Regions from separate parts of the Pan troglodytes genome. Here region 2 is linked to region 1. Evidence: chromatin contacts called from public Hi-C data. All regions are on one chromosome and are shown on one strand. The core of a region is the stretch at or near the end of the contact, and the rest is flanking DNA. Distances in the headings are between cores, read along the strand shown. Region 1 overlaps LOC104006915 (a long non-coding RNA gene). Region 2 has its middle 630 kb from the start of EPHA7.

Region 1 (5,576 bases), core at 2,918-5,417:
CATTTAGAAATACACACAACCCTATGAAAGATCTTTCGGTAGCCCCATCTTAATCCTGAGGAAGGTAAAGTTACAGACATTTTTTAAGCCATCTCAAGCCTTTTAGGCATTCAGCCCCACAATGGAACTCAGCCCCCTGTCTCTTTATCTTAAGTTCAGCATTCCTAAGGTGATACCTGCTGGAATCCAGGTATTTCTCCATAATCTGAAAAGCCAAGTTTTCTGCTCTCATCTCAAATATATTTTTTTTTTGCGACTAGTGCTATGGACTGAATTGGGTCCCCCCAAGACTTGACTCATATGTTGAAGTCCTAATGCACAATGTGATGGTATTTGGAGATGGAGACAATGAGAGCTAATCAGGGCTACATGTGGTTATGAGGGTGGGGCCCTCATGATGGAATTATTGTTGTTATAAGAAGAAGAAGAGCAAAAATTGCTTTCTCTCCAACATATTATGACACAGGATGAAGATGGCTGTCTACAAGCCAGAAAGAAGACTTCTACCAGAAATTGTATTGAGTGGCACCTTGAATTTAGACTTTCCAGTTTCCAAATTTGAGAAATAAATGTCTGCTCTAAAGTTACCAGTCTATGATTTTTTTAATAGAAGCCCAAGCTAATATAAACAGTTATACAATTCTCATCGTCATAAATTCATTAACTTAGAAATATAACCTTTTTGGGCCCCATATTTTTCTCTTGCTTAAATTTTTAAACAATTTTATTAGACTAATTAATGCTAATGATGTTTATCTGTCTCTCACTTTGATTCCCTTTTATTGATGGAATATTCACTTTTTCTTGTCTTCTTCGTGGCTTCTCAGAAGGGCTTAATAATGACTGATTTAATCAGAATGTTTGCAGAAGCAAGTATATTACGTTGGGTCACTAGGTAGTCAGTTTAAATGAAATTCATAGATACAGAAGAATCACAAAAAATAAAATCAGTTAATATACTAATTTAGTTAGGAAAGTTATTCCAATTCCAGAAACTTCAGTAGAAGTCACCATCCAGAAAACTCACTACCCTTTGCAGGAGATCAAATAAATGGTGTTTTAGTTAAAAAGCAAAGGAAGGTTTAGAACTATGGATAAGTTTCAACTAAAAACTAAATACATTATGTTATATTCTAATTTCTCACTATCATTATTAATATTCAATCATTGTCTTATAATCTGTTTGAATTATTATCTCTTTTTAAGAGGAACATGCTCATATTCATAAAACAATGGGCACCTGTCACAGGCTGGTTTACCTGAAGCAAACACTGATGTGATATTTGGGATTCATGATAGGATTCAACATATCAGATAAAATGTTTAGAATATTTTAATGCTAAAATATTCAAAGGATCATTTAAACTGAATATAGCCATTGGAAACTACAAAATAATTGTTTTTCCTTCTTTCTTTTTAATAGATGGAAATCTTTAATCTGAAACTCTTCTTTGAGAGGAGATTAATTAGTAAAATTCTAGTCCCCTCTCTCTTAGCTCATTCTGTCCATGGTAGGTGGAGTGATTTAAGAAATTTATAAATTTGAGAAAGAATAGCTGGACATACCCGGCTTCACTCTGGCCTTCTTCTTCCTCTGGGAAGCTGACCAAAGAGAATATAAGTTCTACCCTGCTCTTCCCGGGCAGGCTTCTATATGTTTCTGTTTGTGGACAAAGGGTAAACACCAGCGTAATTTTAGTGCTTGCTACAAATAAAAGCATAAAAGCCACATACTAAACTGGCCTCTCTTCAAAATAAAAGAGATATTTGATATTCACCTTTGCTCTTGGTGTAATTTCTCACTATTTCATTATCTAAACATGAAAGTGGGTGTTCTGAGAGTTTTCCTCAGGAACTCTCAATAGCTATAAAAAATACACAGAACAAAATCTTAATTTGTCTCGTAACAGTGAGTTCAAATTACTTTTCATATGAGTAAAAGAAAAAGGAAAATTAACAAGTAAATTAGAAGAGAATAATTCTGCTTTCACTTCAAGGTAATCAAAATTCTTATAAACAGTATCACTATCTGATAGTAACACAACACAATAAATAATGTAAAAACTGAAGTTTTTATCTACTATGCCAAATATGATTCCTCTGGTTTCTTTTTGTTTGTTTAAGAAAGTATTTTAAAAAGTTAAATTGACCAAAATGGGCTACTTATACTGGCATTGTATAATCAGAGTCAGAAATGTTGAATAAACAAATCAATAAAATGGAGCTGTATATTAAAAACAACAAGCAGGTTTTGTCCTAAATGTTTGCCCCATAGCCAGGTTTACTTTGAGCCAGCATGTAAAAGATTTTGTGATTAGGCCCCAAAGCACAAAAATACCAATTAATTATGATGATTAGATATGTCTTCATTAGTAGTCTATAAATAAATCATGCAAAGCATTATGCAGTCAGCTATCCTGGAAAAATATTCTTCTAAAGGGCTGTGAAAACAGCTTAATTAATTATAAATGCTTTGAAACTTAGCACATTATATTTTGAAATGTTAAAGCATACATACATACACATGTTATATATGTTTGGAGGTATTTGTCAATCTGTTTCAGTGTTTCTTAATGCTACTGAGCACTAAAATGCTTCCCAGAATCAAGATGAAAGTGTGTTAAAAATCTGTATTTATTGTTAAAAGTAAAAAAGTTATTTAGAACACTTATATTTCCAATTCCTCTCATGTTTTCTGATGACAGTGTTTTTCTTTGATATTTAACTTCTATGCTTCCAGAAATGCTTTGTAAATGTTCTCCTCTCTTCCCATCCCATTCTCTCCCTGCCCTCAGAATATATTCCTCATTTATTCAAAAAGATTTCTTCCTGAAAATGTTCCATTATTAAAAATATCTCAATTATGCTTATAATTAACCCATTTTTTGAAGCTGTATTCCATTCACTCCATCAGATCTTCTGCCCTCCACTGCTCCCTGGTAGACCCACAGGACAATGATCTCTATGAACTGCATCAAGTGTTTCCCTTGCCCTGCAGTTTCTAGTTGAGTTTGGCTAATGGATATTCCTGGCAGGAGATCAGAGGTAGGTAGGAAAATTTATTTTCCTCGCTTCTTTTCTGCAGGTTGATTGTATAACTCTGCCAAAGGTCACAGCTCTTGACGGGTGATGCTTGCTACACAAATCGCTCTACGGGTTTTAGTCCTTTCAGATATAAGGGTGATAACAGTTCTCTCCACTATAACTGGCCCTGGGGTACAGAAATCTCTTTTGATTTCTCTATACCCTGTTCCAGGTTTGTAGGTCATCATTTTATTAATTTCATCTCAAATTATCCAATTTGAGGACATAATCTGTTATATGCAATACCCTGACATGATTAATTTTGTAAATAAACAATACAAAAATAGAGTAAAACATGAACATCCTCATTACATCTTTTGATTTTGAATACTGAAAATACAATTCAAATTGGCCTAAGCACCTGGATTGTTCTAGTTCTCTGAGTCAATATATCACATGTAGAAGGATGCACTTTTCTGGCTACTTGTGGTTTAAATGGGCCAGAACAGTTCAGGGTACCATCAAGCATGCTTTTGCATATACTACTCTAGAATGATTGTGTATCAGTTAGGGTCCATTCAGAAGACAAAATCAAGTCAGTTATTTTAACAGAAATGGTTTTATATAAACAATTGTTAATTAGGTACTAAAGACTTAAAATGGCAAAAAGAAAAAGAATTGCATTGTTATGGAAGGAGTTTCTATAGGCTGCAGCTACCCTACTATGACCGGGTATGCAAACACAGTCTTGGAGGAAGATCTGTGCAGAGCTGAAACTCAGACCTCAGATAAAGTGTGCTGCTTCACCCATGCCTGTGTCTCTTTGCTTGAGGGAAATATCTTATGGGACTAGGACCCAGGCCTCTGAAGAGGAATGCTGATTGACAGCATCAGGGGCTGCTGTTTTTGCAGGAGCACATTGAGAGTGATTCTGCAAATGTTGAAGAACTGCAAAGTCAATTAAACATTCTACAGAGACAAACTGCTGCTACCAGCAGGAAGAGGTGAGATGAGGCTAAGGTGATGCTCAATGACAGGAAGCAAATGGGAAGCCAGCACCAAACAAACAAAATGGAGCAAGTCTCTTTTCCCTCTTCCATCCTTACAGCTCCCTCTAGTGCTTTCTACTAGCCAAGGCTAAGAGGAAGGCAGCTGGCAAAGCAGACATGAAGCTTGCAGATTTCCAGTCCAGCTTCACAGCGCAGAGTGTAGAAGAAACAGCGTGAGCTGAGAGGCAATAACTTAGTAACTATGTAAGGTAACAACCAGAGGTCAACTATACTCATTGATTAGAAACACAGTTGCAGGATTCCTACTTTATCAAACCTTATATGAGGCTAGATTTTCTTAACCACAGGAAAGTTTTAGTCCTTTCGACTTTCTACTTGGGAAGTTAATATGACAAAGAAAACAATTATAACAAAATATGAGAAGTGCCATGACAGGAGCTATAATATGAAGCTTTTAGAATGGCATTTCAATTAGCAATGTAGGGTCCAGGGAGAGCATTTGATTGGAGGTAATGTTGAAGTTGGATTTGAATCCTGAAAAGATTCAATAGACAGGAGCCTACTGAGTAGATATTAGAATTAACTCAAAAGCTTGATAACCATATTTGGGAAAACAGGAAGGTCAAACATCAGAAAATACAGGTAATTTCCACTGGAGGAATTTCCTGGTTGGAACACAAGAACCACTCACTCTGTTGTTCCTGAATACCACTGAACCAGACCTACTGTCACTGGGCACAGCTGCCGTGAACACAGCGATGGTCAATAATTTTTCACAGACCTTTTTAAATTTTGTATTACTTCCTGAAAATTCAAAGTAGGCCATCCAGTAGGTTGAACCTAGTCAGTTGCCCTGCTCTAGGTGCCAGGGGAAAGAAAGAAGAATATATGACCTTTTCAGTCTGACCTTAAATTCTGGCTTCCTCCAAGATTTACATACTAAGGATTTTTTTTTTTTTTTTTTTTTTTGACAGAGTCTTGCTCTGTCACCCAGACTGGAGTGGAATGGAGTAGCTGGGACTACAGATGCATGCTACCATGCCCGGCTAATTTTTGTATTTTTAGTAGAGACAGGGTTTCACCATGTTAGTCAGGATCTTCTCAAACTCCTGACCTCATGATCCATCCGCCTCGGCCTCCCAAAGTACTGGAATTACAGGCGTGAGCCACCACGCCCAGCCCATAGTATGGATTTTAATCCCAAATAAGGTAAACATGTGCATGATAGGTTCACAACATTCCCACTAGCAATTATCTCTTTGGCAACCTAGAATTCATATAAAATCTTTTGCCCATTCTAATCAAAAAAACTTCCTGTCTTGTACTATGAAACTTCCTCTCATAGCAAAAATCCAGTTTACCGGTGTCCCAAAAGGAGACAGTTTTAACCCTCTTCAGTTATAGCATCTGGCTTCAACAGTAGAATCTCTGGATAATCTCCATATTGAACCGAGATCTCCTAGATCCAGTCTTGATCTTGCCATAGTAGTGACTGAAAGAAAGGAAAAGTAGATTTATGTAAATCTTTCATTCTTAGGGGTT
Region 2 (5,803 bases), core at 913-3,412, 330 kb before region 1:
GCCTGGGATGATAGAGTTTATTTTACTTTTGGCCAAGGAAATTGTCCCTTTAAGCTATGGGAATGAATTGTCTCTTTTTAACTGCATTTTCTCCCTGCAGTACATAATCACTGTCTGTCACACTTTGATGTCATAATCATCCGCTGAAGCTCCACCGTTAAAGAGTAAATCTGCTTAACTCACAAAAAAAGGAGGAAAATTGCACAGAGGCACTTGCTTCTCTTGCCTCAATGGCCGCCCATTTGAATTACAGAAGTGCAGTATTATGTCACTTTGGTATTACGGGTGCCATTTCAAAAGCCAAAAGCCTATTTTTTAAAATATATCTTAATCAATTCAAATAGAAACAGCAATTATTTGCCATTAAATGAGCATTGTGTGTGTGTGTGTGTGTGTGTGTCTGTGGGTCTATGCGCGTGCGTGCATGCATGAGCAGCATTAAGAAGGCATTAAACAGCGGAAGAATGTCAATGTATCTTCAAGCTGCAACTTCCCAACTGCAAAGAGCTCTTAAACTTTGCATCTACTTCCCTCTCTGAAGAAATGTTTTGCATTAAGAGTTCAGTCCTAAAGGATATCTCTTAATTTGTCCTTCTTGTAGCAGATAAAAGGATAATTAAGTTAATCTTGTGAAATAAGTGGAAATATTTTACCAATGATTAATTTTATGTCAAATCAATGTGGTTTTTATTATTCAATGTTTTTAAAAAGTGAAAACCTGAATATTCATTCATTTATTCTTGATCTTGGCTTAGCTGGCTATGGAATAATTTATTTTTACAATTGATGCATGGCATATTTCTGATCAGAACAATTTTAATATCAGTAAAAGGAGCTTCCCCCTCCTTACATTGTTTTTTCAATTTTTGTTGTGTTCTACTATTATGCAGCTGGATGTCACGTCAAAAATTTCACAATTTCAAGAAAAAATTGAGAGTTCACGTAAGTGGCCCATATCATTTCCTCTGCAAGCATTTTCCACTTGAATTCAAGTTTTCTTTGAATTATCTCATATATCCTGTAAGAATTTTTAAATGCATAAAGAAAGATAAAAAAATCCCACTTTATTAGTTTCATGTCAATACTACTTTGTTGTATCATAATGGGTATTACATATGTTGAAGAAACCCCACAGGAAATTGTGTCAGTCTATTTTGTGTATAAAAATACTAAAAGCTTGTCCTATTAAGAACAGGGTATCTGAACCTCTATTTAAGTGGTTCCCTGCTGCTGCTCTGGCACTCACCCTTTTAATAATAATAAAGAGCTCCTCAAAAAAAGTCCTTTCAAAGATTATTTTACATCAGCTTTCACAGTAAAACATTCAAAAACCAATATGTGTTATATTGTAAGTCATCATGCAGGCAGTAAAGAAATTGCTGCACTGAATGTTCAATGTTTATTTTGTATGAAGTGGATAACCTTGGGTTAATTTTCAATCCTTTAGTAATGTGATAAAGTCCGTTCGATGTAACCTTTTTGATATAATGGATTTCAGTGGGGTGGGTGTTTTTCTTACTGCTGTGTCTCTAGTTGTCATTTCTTTGCATCTGATGATGAAAGATTTTTTTTTATCTTGTCTCCAAATTTAATCACTTACATGATTTAAAATGGGTTAGGTCACTTGCTATAATAAGGTAAAAACATGATTACTTTTTTTGTCATTATGTAAAGATATATTATTCAGTAAATTAATACAAATAACTTTTTAAGCCTCCTAAAGTATGTAATATTCACTAATCATCTTTTGGTCTGTCTTAAAACAAACTCATCTAATGCATTTCAACATAACCATTCCTTTGTTCATAAAATCTATTATCTCAGAGTTTCTAATTACAACTTGTAAATTACAAATTTAGGTAATGCATCCAGAAATAAGAAAGGTATAGTAAGAAAATGAGATACTTCTTACAAAATGAGGATGAATTGTTTTCATAACTTGATCACTAGAAACAGTACCTGCCTTCCTTGACATAATTTGTCAGAGATTGCATTTTTCTTGCATGTGATACCATGATAAGTTTTAAAACTTTGTCGATGGGTAAATCCTTAAAAAGGAAGCTTTAAATCATATGTTTAAAGGGATCCAGTTCCCATTGTAAGACTGCCCACACTTTTTGCACACCAAAAGGGGATGCTATTCACTAACGGGAGAAAGGCTTGACACAGCAAACAGTGTGAATCACAGTTCACCCAGGGGTTGTGCAGCTGTGAGGGCAGAACACCTTCATAAATCAGGACATTTGGGGCTTTCTTCCTTCCCTCCATCTCCACTTTTTAGGTAATTACACATTCTGAGTTGCAAAACAGTGTGCACTGTATCTAAAAGTCATGAGTTCTGCATTCTGTACCCCATCCCTCACCTCTCACTTCAACCTAGCTCATGGGAACAGGGCCCTTATAGATTTGTTAATATGAGCATTGTAAGCAAAATAAAATTTGTAAATTAGATTAACAACAGTTAAATCTCCTCAAATAAATTTTCTGCAAATGTGCAGTGGTTTAAAAGCCACAGTGCTTTCTCTCTCTCTCTTTTTTTTTTTTTTTTTTTTGGTTTTTTTTTTTTTTTTTGAGTTTTGCCCTTGTTGCCCAGGCTGGAGTGCAATGGCGCGATCTCAGCTCACCACCACCTGTGCTTCCTGGGTTCAAGAGATTCCCCTGCCTCAGCCTCCTGAGTATCTGTCATGTGCCACCACGCTTGGCTAATTTTGTATCTTTAGTAGAGAAGGGGTTTCTCCATGTTGGTCAGGCTGGTCTTGAAGTGCTGACCTCAGGTGATCTGCCCGCCTTGGCCTCCCAAAGTGCTGGGATTACAGGCATGAGCCACCACACCCAGCCCATAATGTTCTTAATATGCAGTACTGCTTTTCCAATGGTCTGAGGCCTAGGTTGGAAAAATCATGGTAAGTAGAGGATACACAACTGCATTGATGTAATATTTGTTAGATAGATGATAGATAGAAGATAGATAGATAGATAGATAGACAGATAGATAGATAGAGATAGATAGATGAGAGATAGATGTGAAAGGCAATCAGAGAGGAACCATGAATGCTCTAATATTGTTAACTATTATTGACAGAGAATTGCAGTTATAGGTAGGAGAAAAATAATGGTCTTAAATATCATATTCAAGCATTTTTCCACTGAGCTTCATAATAAGAGACATGACATGACTGTGTCTGAACTTTAGAGAGACACATCTGGAAGCAGTTTGCATAATCGTTTGGTGGGATTGATAAGGAGAATGTAGGGAAGCTAGCAAGAAAGTAAAAGTGGAAATACAAATCTACAGTTATGAAGACCTAAGTTAGGAATTCTGCAGTAAAAATGGAGAGGAATCAACAAAACTGGTAGCATCCTATGGGATGCAATAAATAAATTTAGGGACTAGTTAGAAATTGGTTGCAGTAAGGGGGAGGGTTATTTTGTTTGATTATTAGTTTTGTTTTTCTTATATCCAAGGGTTTTGGAAAGGGAAAATAAAAATTATGCCGTGAGTGATGGCTTTAAGCTTTCTGGCTTGGAGGTCTGAGAGGAAGGTGATCGTAATTGAGACACAGGACATATGTACACAGAACAGAGCTATATGATAGAAAACAAAGACAGTTATTTTGAAAACATGATCAGTTATTGCACTCAATAATGTCATATTGATGTAATATTACCTTAGTGTAATATTACATTACAATGATGTAATATTAATGTAATGTAATGTAGCAATAAGAAAAAGTGTATTATTTATTTTATTCAAATCATTTTATTCTTAACATTGTGTTTCTTCTTAGTGCTGATGCCTGCCTGCTCACTAGCCAGTGGTGACACTCTCCTGTCCTCTTTTTCTAAATCAACTAACTTCCAATAGACTCCAATCACATGAGGCACATTCATTCTCTATATGCTTATTTATGGACTTCCATGTATCTGTATTTTTCTGTCTAGTAAAACCCTGCCAATCCTTTGAGCTCTGATAAAAAGTGTTCTCTTATTTGTGGTTATTCCTTCCTGCTCCCTTCATCTCCATGTCTATAGCACTTGATTCACACTGCTGCTCTAGCACTATCTCCTTATGTTGGTAGGAGTCATTTTTTCAGTCCCTTTCTCCACTCTTGTCCAGCAGACAGATAGATTGTGAGGACTTCAGTAATAGAGGCTGTCTCTCATTCGCACTTGTATGTCTGACCATTATACAAATACCTATGAGAGGACCTCAATAATTTTCCATTGGGTTGAATTGAAGAGATAAAATATGTGGCTCAACTGGCATGAGCATTGAAAATTAATTTAATAACTAATTAAACAACCTACAAATATATTCCTTATCCTCACATGAAAGCCAGAAGTCCTCAGGGGTTTTCCTACCCATTGAGATGCAGCTATTTGCTTCGAGGATGCTCCTTCCTTATATCATGCCCGCTGGAATTCCAGAGCATGCTGCAAGTATTCTCTATTTAACTGAAGGTCTTAGGATAACCTTATATTCTCATGTTCAACTCTGGAAATACACTATTTTCTTTATTGATTTAGTTCAGTTGTTAGCTCATGTCACTACCCCCCACATGTTGCTTATGTTCTGAATTGCTTGGAACCCAGGCATAAAACTTCAGTTGGGTTTCATAACAAGTCTAACCATTATCAAATGTGTGCATATGTGTGTAATGGGCTACATTAATGGATGTGAGGCTAAGTTGGGGTGCTAATTTTGCAGACGCAAATTACCTTAAATCTAATGTTTGACTTTACTCATAGTTTTTCTAAAAGCCTGAATCAACTATCAGGTATATTTTAGTGATCACTTCACAACACACTGTCCTAGCTTCACACCACCTTATTGGTTCCCTGATAGATTTCTCCTCCTTCTGCTTTACTACTTCCCTTCAGCTCTTTCTGTCTTGGTTATTCAATATGATCCAGTTGTAACAGCCCTTTCTGTCCACCTTTGCTGCTCAGATCCACTCAAGAAGTATGATTGTATACAGGAGGTGTTTTTTTTTTTCTCCATAACTTCCCTATATTCAAATTATATTTTCTTTAGTAAAGAAGGTAAAATGTGATTGTTACAAAATTAGCCTAGACATTTTTCATTAGATGGTAGGAGTAGAAGTAGTATAAGTTCTCTTATATTTCTCAATAATATCACATATAGTTCATATTTCTGCATTCTCTGAGAATTCTTCAATTTTATGCATTTTCTTTCTTAGTGTCGATTTGGCATTTTCTACAAAGTAGAGTTTTTCATCTTTACTTTCAAAATTATTAGGTATAAATGTAAAATTATTCAGTTTTCTTTATTAACCTCAACTTTGTAATTTAGCTTGTACTCCTCCCCTTTCCATAACCCATTCATTTACAAATGTACTTCCAAATAAGTTCAAGTATCCTTTTGCCTTGATCTTAGCTTTAAACTGCTTTACAATTATCTTCACTATAGAATCAGGAAACTAGCACTATTATCTTCTTGATTTCTTGACATTATCTATCCTTGTTTTTATTCTGACTCCCAAGGTTTATTATTTGTTTTGATAATCTTTTTTTTTTACTTTTACAAATAACACGTTGATATTAAATTCTTTATATAAGATTAAATATTCTACATCTCATATTTCAAGCAGTCGTCAAGAAAACTTTTCCACTGAGAAACCATTATGCTACTTGAAAATCTGAAATTATAATTTCTTTGTTTTTTATCAGTCTTGTTTTTCTTACCATTATTAGATCAATATCATCTTTTTGTGTCTTAAACATGTGGTTCACAGCCATGCCACTTCTCATACCACATTCCATGTATTCCTAACCCTATTTC

Evidence for each region. Hi-C and Micro-C count contacts between places; a contact is called where the count stands out from the background.
Region 2: a Hi-C map of induced pluripotent stem cells shows a contact between it and region 1, with 1.9 times the contacts expected there. The contact joins two enhancer-like sites. A contact is called at or near these places in 2 of 7 Hi-C or Micro-C datasets (both in induced pluripotent stem cells).

Annotation. Positions count from the first base shown.
Region 1 is chr5:105,740,427-105,746,002 of NHGRI_mPanTro3-v2.0_pri, reverse strand. LOC104006915 (a long non-coding RNA gene) reads right to left here. Exons shown (of 4, transcript XR_680900.5): 4 at 1,986-5,526. Among named protein-coding and RNA genes, the nearest start is that of EPHA7, 300 kb to the right of the region's middle. Within about 2 kb of position 4,167, at least 1 of the 24 cell types and tissues checked has an H3K27ac peak or open chromatin away from gene starts, as enhancers often do. A contact at or near this core is called in induced pluripotent stem cells, where this site is marked.
Region 2 is chr5:106,068,715-106,074,517 of NHGRI_mPanTro3-v2.0_pri, reverse strand. No RefSeq gene overlaps it. Among named protein-coding and RNA genes, the nearest start is that of EPHA7, 630 kb to the right of the region's middle. Within about 2 kb of position 2,162, at least 1 of the 24 cell types and tissues checked has an H3K27ac peak or open chromatin away from gene starts, as enhancers often do. A contact at or near this core is called in induced pluripotent stem cells, where this site is marked.